2 separate regions of the Gossypium raimondii genome follow, and region 2 is linked to region 1. The links are chromatin contacts, called in public Hi-C maps. All regions are on one chromosome and are shown on one strand. Each heading gives the region's core, a stretch centred on a gene start, on an enhancer-like site or on the middle of the called end of the contact. The rest is flanking DNA. Distances are from core to core; before and after follow the strand shown. Region 1 overlaps LOC105773531. Region 2 holds the start of LOC105773430 (FT-interacting protein 3).

The links. A called contact is a pair of places that touch in the nucleus more often than the background predicts.
Region 2: a contact with region 1 is called in a Hi-C map of leaf, with 2.6 times the contacts expected there. The contact joins the promoter of LOC105773430 here to the enhancer-like site in region 1. A contact is called at or near these places in 2 of 2 Hi-C or Micro-C datasets (both in leaf).

What each region holds. Positions count from the first base shown.
Region 1 is chr6:27,789,886-27,795,269 of ASM2569854v1, reverse strand. LOC105773531 reads right to left here. Exons shown (of 12, transcript XM_012595512.2): 7 at 4,104-4,154; 8 at 3,446-3,534; 9 at 3,298-3,358; 10 at 3,142-3,219; 11 at 2,860-2,970; 12 at 1,992-2,287. The coding sequence ends at 2,162. Among protein-coding and RNA genes, the nearest start is that of LOC105773531, 15 kb to the right of the region's middle. Within about 2 kb of position 2,254, the one cell type or tissue checked has open chromatin away from gene starts, as enhancers often do. A contact at or near this core is called in leaf, where this site is marked.
Region 2 is chr6:27,881,609-27,886,992 of ASM2569854v1, reverse strand. LOC105773430 (FT-interacting protein 3) reads right to left here and starts at 2,253. Exons shown (of 2, transcript XM_052632204.1): 1 at 2,013-2,253; 2 at 1-1,441. The coding sequence starts at 1,434.

The sequences.
Region 1 (5,384 bases), core at 1,005-3,504:
CTTATAAATGTATTATATAATTTTTTATATAATGGGAATCTGAATTTTGAAGGCAAGTATTTGAGGTTTTATCCATATTATCTTGCTAAGCTTTATGCTTAACACATCATTATGTCTATGCGTAGGTCTTTCAAATCAAGGCTCGTACACAATAGTGATCATTAAAGAGTATGAAATATTTGTATTGCATTTTTTACCTAATGGCATGTACTACAAAAGTCATTTAGGGGTGTATATATAATTGTTTCATATTATTGTAATGGTGATATCTATTATACTTATTTTGGTTTGCCTTAAGCCACATTCTATATTTATTTTGAATGTATGCATGCATGACTTAGTTTTCCACACTTTATTTTGGTTATTGAATGTTTTATATAACCTTAATATGCTAGCTTAACATCTTGAATGTTTTGACATGTTTTGCCACATTGTGATTATGTTTCATGAATAAGAATGTTGGTCTTTTGATTTCTTTTGAACATATTTTACAAAAGTCTAGTTTGGAGGTGTTTCAAAAGTTTTTTTTCGGCCAATAAAATGTGGTTTTTAAGTTATTAAAGTTAGATTTTTGATATGGTGAAGTTTGGGACTTAAAAATGAGAGTTTTGGGAAATTTTTGACCCGAAGAATAGAGATATCGATACTTGGCCCCAGAGGTACCGCACCCCAATCAAAAAAATGCCCCATAAATAGTAAAGGGACTAGGGTATTGGTGCCTTTGGCCCTAGGTACCGCAACCCCTGTGACTTTTTGGGTCACTGCACTATTTGTGCAAAAAGAGCCCTTTAAAGCTCATTTGGTTTCGGACACTTCTGAATACCCACGAATTGTTTTAAAATAATTTTAACAATATTTTGAAACTTTAAAACCTAGTTTATCCATTTTCTATGATTCTATAAATTCTTAAATAAAATATTGGTTTTACTCCGAAAAATATCTTGTTTGCATTTGTTGTTCGTATTAGCCATGGGATGGGCGAGGGACGATACAATTATAATATGAACTTATTTTAAAATGTGACATAATTATATTTAGTAAATATTATATTATATTATATTATATTATAAAATACCATACATACACATTTTACTACATATAATATATCAATTATTATATATAAGTAAAATAGGAATGCACAATGCTCATTATACACTTATGATATTGTAATTTGTATTCTTTAATTAATGATTTGTAACTAATTTTATGGTAGTTTATAATAAATAAAATTAATATTATATAATGAAGGTAGATTATTAATGATATATAACTACTCCATATACAACTTTTTTTTATTGTAGTGTATATTTTTACATTAATGATTTGTAAACTTAAATTATATGACTTTACCCAATTAAATACCTAAATTTTAAACTTTAAGCAAAGCATGTTTTGAAAATCATACTAATTATTGTTAGGCTTAATTACAAAATTAACTTAAATTATGACTTTCCTCAATTAAATACTTAGTTTTTTTATTAAAAGTAGCAACTAAACTATCAATTTTACTTCATTTACTCGAAGTATACGATATGCAATAAAAACATGCTACTTTTTATTAGCTAATATCATGTTTTGGGTAAAATAAAAGATAGTTACAAACTGAAAAACTCGGTATAGTTTGAAAACCAATTTTGCATTATTAATGTTATTATTATTAAAGTTTCAGCCTTTTCAAAAACAAAAAACTGTGTATATATAATACAAAATCAAATAGCAAAAATGAGAATAAGAATGAATAACCTAAAGTAGTTTAATCGGCTTTCTACATGGTTGACCTGGTTAGGTTAGCCACATTATTTCGCAGGGCCCATGTCTCAAGAAGACTGGACCATGGGTATTCCTCTAAAACCTCGTTCATTCCCCACTGGGGACACTCGAAAGCTGTAACGGAACTAAAAGTACAGACCTCTTCAATGCAATGCAGGCGGCCCCCTAGCGGGGAATGATTCACACGTTTAAAACCCTGAACTCACAATGTACAGCAGAGATGGATAAAACATTTGTAAATACCTTTATTCAATGAATGTGTTTGTAGGTTTTGCATAAGATTTTATTCTTTCAAGTTTCCTCTCTAACTTCTTCAATTTTATCATCTCTATTTTCCAAAATGTCTCAACCCAATGCTTACTGAGGAAACTCGTCATGGTCATACGCAATCCTAAAATTTCTTCACATTAACCAAGGTTCCACCCTTGGATCCGGATTCAAGCATTGCCTCCAAAACTGCAACGTCTCTGGCACCTTCCACGAAAGAGCTGCGTGGTTCAGCTTCATAGCCATTTCCCTGCTGCAAAACAGAGGATGAGGGGTATCTCTTAGAAGTGACAATTAGAAACTCATTTGAAGCATTCCAAGTACAAGCGCAAACAAGTTTAGCATTGCTTTTCAACATTCATAATTCTATTCAGTCCAGGAAGCCCCAATATGTCGTCTAGTTGTATAAAAAAGAAAAAGGAAAACAGCACTTAAGTATCTTGTTCAATGACAGGTGAATCTATCCTTTGCTTATAGCCCATGTTCAAACCTTTGCTTCCCCAAGCCCAAAAATAGTATCAGAACTGTTCTGGGAAAGAGAAATCACAAGAACCATGTAAAGATATGTGGGAATCTGTATTAAACTGCTGTCAAATTGAATCAACTCATAGGTTCATCCAATGCTAGTATAGGCTATCATCTAATAGAAAAACTTAGTTTTATGAGAATAATGAAACGTTTATAAATAAACACTACTGCCTGGTAAATGACCCAATTGTACTTTCTTGGGACATAGATACTGACCATCCTTTATAGCAACATAAACCAGCCAACAGATGGTGGAATGAATGATGCAACAGCCAAAATATTACATTAACCAACCTTCAGGTTTGCTTGCACAATGTCATGTATAAAAATTTTTAATTCTTCGTGCACTCCACAGAATGGATGGAAAGTGCTTTTGCATTGCCCATCTGCACTGTATAGTGAAACCTGAGATGGCATATAATAAGATTTCAAAAGAAGGATGTCATATGTCACACACTAATCAGAAGGAACTTCAAGAGATGATTAAACCTTATATCATAGAAAAACAGAAGTACAGAAGTTTCAGAATCTAATTAATCATAATTACAATAAAATGAAGTTAGTTTCCATTTTTACCAAGTAACCATGCTTTCCATCTACTTTTCCACGCTCAACTTGTACGGTTCCTTTTGACCCAACAACTCGCCAAATTATCTAAAACAATAAAAGAAATGAGCAAAACATAACAAATGCAAGCAAAAACGTTTAAAAGAGTATCACTTCAGCAGATACCTTAGGTGAACTAGAGGATACAACCATCACAAAGACTCCAGAGCATCCATTCTCCAGCTTACTGAGGAAAGCAATCCAAGTCTTAAGCCTTTCAGTTCTAAGATAAAATTCTATATAGAAAATCAACTTTTATTCTTAAATAACTTACAAATTAGAAGAAATAATGTCTGGCGGAGGTAAAGTTCTATCTATATGAGAGGTTATGGCCGAAACTGAGGTCACCTCACAACCAACTATCTGCTTGCAAGAACAGGAAACTCATCCCACGTTTCTTGATGACTAAATAAAAAAGAACTTTATAGAATAATAATGTCAAAGCTTAACTTCAATGGTGCCTTTTCCTACTATTCTATTTCTTCTTATCTATGTTGGATTGGGAAAGGAAACCAGGTGGAGGAATTGAAAGAGTTGAGGGGTTGATTTCTTCTGATATGTTAGTGTTCGTGCTCTTGAGTGTAGAGCTAATTGAAAAAATCTGGTTTTGTGTCTTAAAATTGTCAAGCCAACCATAAAATGTCGGACCACAAATCTGGTGAGTTAAATGTAATCTGAAAAACAGAAATTGAAGCTAATAATCCAGCTGGCCTTCAACATTAATTTATCGGACCATATAGAAATCTCGCCACAATGTTTACAATTTTCATACAAAATAGCAGCTGTAGCTTTACGTAGAAAGGAATAATCCTTGTCAGAAACACGGACCTTCTCTCTAAACTTTCCTTAAGAGTGGACCCTAGAGAGGATGTGACATCTAGATAGCATCCTAACAGTAATCTAGCCACTGTGATAATGTAATAGAGACGTACCATCCTCAAGCCAGCAATAAAATGCACTCCCATATCCAAGATAAAACCTCCCTGTCAAAAAGAAAGATTTGCTAGTCAAGCTAAAAGGTAAAGGTGTAGATAAAGTTAACAAGTCTGACACATTCAGATTCTTTATAGCTCTGTCTCTTTATTTTATTTGATGTGCTCATGTCTAATCCATATTCAGAAACGGATATACGGATATAACCCTCCAAAGCTCCTCTAAAGAAAAAAAACTATTAAAAAATCAAACATACTCTTGTTAGATGCATCTGTGTCCGACACTAAACCCATAGATTCTTATTGAAAAGAGCAGCAGCATTTATCTTTAAACGAATAAATACTAAGAATATATAAGTTCTTGAAAAGTGAGAAATAGAAACACTGAGCTTCGATTGATGAGGTTAATTATGTACATGTGATAGTTTTTTATCTTTAAAACACATTATGCAATGAAATATTAGAAAACATTTTATATTTATTATAACAAAACCCAATAAAAGCTTCTTAGATATGATGCATAGGAATTTCTTTGTTTGAAACATATCAATTATCTTTAAGAAGCCCACAAGCAACGGCAAGTTCGTGTTGGGACTAAAATCCTGAACTTATGCTAACTGACCTCCAAAGAGAGCTGGTGAACCATTTGGGCTAAGCCCCAAGTTCATGCAAGTACTCGTTTTGCACCACGTGCTCTAAAACAATGTAAGTGTCCTAGTATATATAGAAGTGTAGAATTCCAAAATTTATCCCCACACTTAGGGATTAGTTTCTCTACTTTGAATAAAGGGATTAGGTGGGTTTTTCCCTAGAATCTCTCTTGTTTTATTTTTCTTTTATTTCAGGATTTAATTTGAGGGATTTGATTAGTACTGGAATTAAGGAGTAAGCAATGGCAAACATGTTGTCGTGTTTCTCCTATAAATTCTAGCAACTTCATGTTTATGAAATAAGAAAAACTAACAGTTTTCCACTCTAAATTATTCATCTCTCAATTGTTTTCATCTTTGAAATCCAACATGGTAATAGAGCTTGAAAACTTCTTCTATGACAAAACACAACCTAGCCTTTGGAATGGCTACTGAACATGCTCTATTGCTCAAATAGGTAATTTCCCCATGGCTTCCAGCGCCCAAGTGCAGAAAAACAGCTCTAAAAAATGCTTTTCTCAACAATGACTAGGGAAAAGTGTATATGGAAATACCACCAAGCTTTCAGACATGAGCTAAAGAAAACAAGGTCTATTAACTTCGAAAGTCTCTATAGTCTCAAGCATCTCCT
Region 2 (5,384 bases), core at 1,004-3,503, 92 kb before region 1:
TGAAGAATGTAGCACCAGTAGAGGATATGAATGCGTATAGACCCTGTCGGCTTCGAGTGTCGATAACCGAACCCTTACCTTCCCAATTCTTGCATCCTTTGCCCCTCCAGCTCCCCCGTGTATATGACCATTATCAAAAACCCCTATAGTGATGACAGTACAAGGATCGAAAACCTCCCAAGTGTACTGCTCATTCCACCTTGGCATGAAATTGTCAACGATTGTCCTTGTCCGGATCCATTTCTGCCCATACTTGGCCACACAATAAGCATCTGTGGTTCCTCGTCCATCTTTTGTTTTCATTGGCATCAGGCCGTGGGCACTTAGAATACCCAGTTCAAGAATTCCAATGTTCGGTCTCCATAGCTGTTTTGCAGTCGGCCTAAGATCACTGCTGCAGTGTGTAGATTCATCCAAAACATGATACCCTCCTTCTAAACAGATCCTTAAGTGAATCCGGCTGGCGAATTTCATTTCTTTTTTCTCTCCATCAACAATCACATGTTTCTCGAGATTGTGCCACCGACTATTTACAGGTTTATGGTCTAACCTTCTTTGAACCACCTGTAATGGAATCACACACTTCCCCAAGGTTTCATCCTTGTTCGATCCCACCCTATCTTCCACTGATAGAAACAATGGCTCCTCGAAAGGTTCAGCAACTACAAACATCAAGTCCTCATTCCACATTGGATTGATGGTCTTACTCGGAGATATTCTAGTTCTCAAAGCCTGATTTCCGAGAACAGCTTTCACAAATACTTCAGGGAACCTGCCTTTATCACTAGGTACCAAGTCTTGAGCTTCAATGACATTCACCCTCACATACCAAAGCTTGGGGGAAAGATACACTTTTGATCGAATGTTTGTAACACCATCTGGGCCAACTGATGCAGCATCTGAATGCCACGCATCCGGAAATGCCTCATCTGCTTGAGTTCCCATCCAAACAGCCAGCATGAGCTCTCCCTTTGCTTTATTACCCTTTCGATCTTCCAATCTATACCACTGTGGCGCCAATGGGCTGTCGGGAGGAACCCTCTTCGGAATTTCATTGACATCGAACACAACCCTGCCGATTAAATCATCTACAACAACATCCTTGTCCTTCACAAACACTTCCAAAATAGAAGCTTGAATTCTTTCTTTTGAGAATCCAAATACTTGGTTCCATTCAGGATTGCTCTTCTTCTCGAAATGCTTAGTTACTCCCTTGTAGTTCCCAAGTTTAACCTCCACATAAGGATCACAGCTACCAGTGACATCTTTTCCAGGTAAATCCTTAGCCTTCACAACTCGAACGTACAGGTATTGCATTTGCTCCACAAGGTCATAGGTGCACGAAAGCTTATCACCGGTGACTGCCCCGGCCCCGATGTTGGGTGAGGTCTGCTTTAGGGCAAAGTCTACTGATTGTGGCGGCGGCTTCTGCATCTTGCTTCTAAACAACACTCAACAGTTGTGCAAGCAGCAGCTATGGTTATCAGAAAAATTAGAATTTCGATAATAATAAACAAATTTACAACTTATAAGCTCCATTTGGTAGCCGAGCTAAAGGGAAGAAAACTTCGTATAATAATAGCGAAACAGTTCATACGTACTTGTCAATAATCATTAGTAAAGAAGCATTCAATGCAGTTAACAATCAAAGAAGCGAACTTGAAGGCTCTTTAAACAATTTTCCCGGTTACCAAACAGCATTAAAACTGAAACATTTATCAGAATATACAGCAAAACAACCAAAACTGCGTTTTATACAAGAAGAAACAGTAACAGATCTAAAGCAAGAAAACCCGTTATCCCAAACACAAGAAAAAAAAGGAGTTAACTACAAGCAAAAGAAATAAAATATGAACCATATATCACTGTCATGCATTATTGAAATTTTACATGACTTAAAAGAGTGAAAAAACATAGTGTCAAAGTTAGAACAACAACTCAAACCAAACCTACAAAGACAAACATTTGAAATCAAAGCAGTCATTTAAAAGGAAAAAGAAAAAGAGATGTACCTTTGTAAGAATGCAAGAAAAAGAACCAACTTTCTTTCTTCAAGGTGCAGAAATGGAAAATCTTTTATGTTTATATAACTTGAAGAAAAAAAATACGAAACTAGTAAGAATAAGAACGGGGAGGTGTGGGAAGTGAGACTCAAAGATCTATAAAGAAATAAAAGAACACATAAAAAGTACAAGTATCAACCTTTTCTATTTTCACCATTTATTTTTAATTCACCAAAAAGAAGAGCAAAGATGAAAACTAAAAAGATATATTAACAGGAGAGATTTTAGTTTGTATAAAAAACGTAGGGGTTGAAGCTCGAGAAAAAACAAAGAAAGTTACACGTGGGAAGACTGTTGTCGGTTCGGGCACATGCGAGATGAAGGGTTGTTTTGTTTGTTTGTGTTGATGTTGGTGGACCTCGGACTCAGTGTTGTTGGCTCGCTCTTTTCACTGTATTATTATATTATTATTATTGTGGTAAATCTACTACGTGAATGAAAAATCAACTTTTAAATTGATAAAAATATAAATAAAATTTTAGTTGAATGGTAAGTATAAATATGAAAATTAAAAAGGTATAAGTTTAAATTTTATCATATAATTTATTTTAGAAAATGATAATATTTTGTTTTATTGACATAATTGAAATGCAATTAACCCGTTACACTAATTCAATTAAGATTTTTATTGTAAATGCTCCAAGGATTGTCTCATGAGGTAGTGTTTCTATTTTGGAAGAGGATATTATTCACATTGGCATGGGTGGAAGCAGAATTTGAAGATTTAAATTGGACTTTTGATGATTGAATGAAATTGATAGCAATTAGAAAATAAAATATAAATAGAATGGATGAGAGAATAAAATTAAAGAAAAGGATTGGAGTGCAAATTTTACATATAAAGGTATTTTGCTCATTTTGCTAGAATTATTTTTTTGGGGAAATATTATATGATTGATATTGAATATGAGTCTTTGCATGAGAATATTTCGTGGAGATTAAACTTGGACTATACATTTTACATAGTTTCACTTGAACCTTTGACTTTTGGCTTGGATATTTTTTCTTTAGAAAAAGAAGAAGATGAAATGCACCCCCCGGTCAGCCCCTACTAGCGGACTCTCTCCAGCTTTTTCCATGGGGGGGCTTCTTTTCTTCATTTCCTTGTCTTTTTCTTCAAATCAATCATATTAAGATTTCACTAAAACCACTTAGGAAATCACCTCCTAAACTCATTTCCCACATAAATCTCTCCTTTTTTAATTTAGGATTTATGTGTGTTTAATGAAAAAAAATTGAAACTAGAGAGAGAAAATTTCAAATGAAGTAAGAAACAATGTTTCCATCATTCCTTTCTTTGATATCTATGATTGATGCTATTAGAAAGCTATGAGAGCTTGAATACTAATACTTTTGTTATATTTTGGATTTATGAGAAAAGGAGGAATGATGGAAATTGAACCCCCAAGCTTGTATGAGGGAGGAGCTAAGGTGTAGAAAACTTAGTTTTGAGAATAAGTATATCCAAGAGATAAGTACCATTGGATTTGTTATCTTTCCCATTAATGATGTGATTATGAAATATGATAATTAGTGAAATAAATGATTAAATAAATTATGTGTTAAAATATGTGAAAATATGATTTAATGTCTTGTGATAAATGGGAAAGAGAAATGGTAACACTAATAACCTTAGTTTAATTTGTATAAAAATAAGATTGGTATTATGTTTTGAGAAAATAAATGTCATGGCATAAGTTTGATGGTTGGAATGAACACACGTGTTAGTATGTTTAATAAAGCAAAATGGTGAAAATATAAGATTAAGATATGGCTAAGAGAAGTTTTTGTCTAATGTGATAAGTAAGAATTGTGAAAATGAGAACTCAAATGCTATGAAAATCATGAAATAATGAATTAATTAACAAGCACATATATGTAAAATGATCTGTCGGTAGTTTGGAAATACATGACATAAATTACCCGGAAAGTGTCACGGTGACATGGTCGCCTAATGATAAAATGAATAAGTAAGTTAAGGAATAATAATAACTTGTGTTATATGTGAAACGAGATAATTTTCTAAGCACTCACATAATAATATGGGGCATTGTATGGCAATACGAGTCATTTAGGTGACAATATGAATATGTATATGTGATAATTGGGTGCCATTATGCATCAAGGAGGTATATGTGTTATATGAGACCAATTATGTGAATTGTGAATCTTTTAATTGATTATAAAATGAATGTCCTTATGAGATTGGTAGATTAGTTAGGATACAATTGGCATGCCACAGGGATTAGATGGGTTCTTGTATAGGTATATGTGCGTGTGGAGATATGTTATGATGCCTTACAACATAGCACATTTATGCTCTTGGTTGTGTTTGGAGGGAATGCACTCATTGTCACATGTTCTTTTAGCCAACTAGTATTGTTGGGAGATTGTTCTGGCGAAACCACCTAAGTTGCGAGACTTAGACGAGTTAACGTTGGCAAACTTCCTGGCGAAGCATTTTGCTAAGCTTCATCGAGTTTGCAGAATCTTATTTTGCGGTTGGCGAGTTCCTTGTTTTGGTGAGATCCCTAATTAGTAGACTCTCCCACTAATCAGTCCGTCACCCGTGTTTTGTGTTGCTCCACAGGTAGTTGTAGTGGTTAGTGGGACACGTTTAAGTCATCTAGCATCCTCGTGGAGGTATCGTGTCAATAAAAAGGACACCTAAAGAGCCTCGTAGGATGTCATTAATTAGTGGAAGCTGACTACATTAGTGGAAAGGAAAGTATTGAACTCAACATATGAAGACATGTCTTAAATCTGAGAAATGATGATGAGTTAAATTAGGGAAGTTAAAGTCTTCTATGGGATTGAACTTATTCTACTTATAAAATTAACTGTTCAAATCTTAATTTGTTAGCATCTAGATACGCGAAGAAATACTGGGTGATATACTGAATACAAACTACAAACTTGTAGAATTAATTTGAGAGCATAACTTCTTTTACCTTTACATGACTATTTGGATGAATTAAATTCTGCAGATTATAACATGTTTTTAGCATTACTCGGGACAAGTAATGATTTAAGTTTGGGGGTTGTACATGCCATATTTTGCCCGGGTTTAAAAAAACCCGCATTACAAATAGGCCTATATGGCCCAAATAATAAAACAAACAGGGCCCAAAGTTACGGTGGCCCAAACTATAGACAGAAATTGCAAACTGAAACTAACACAGAAAATCAATCGAAAAGGCAAAAGGTTGATTATTTTCTGCTTCGTTTTATTGTTTTCTTTTTATTTTTTTTATTGAGATAAAATAGAGTAAAAGGTAAGGAAACTTACCAGGGTTCGTTTCTGAAACGCCGTGAGCGGCT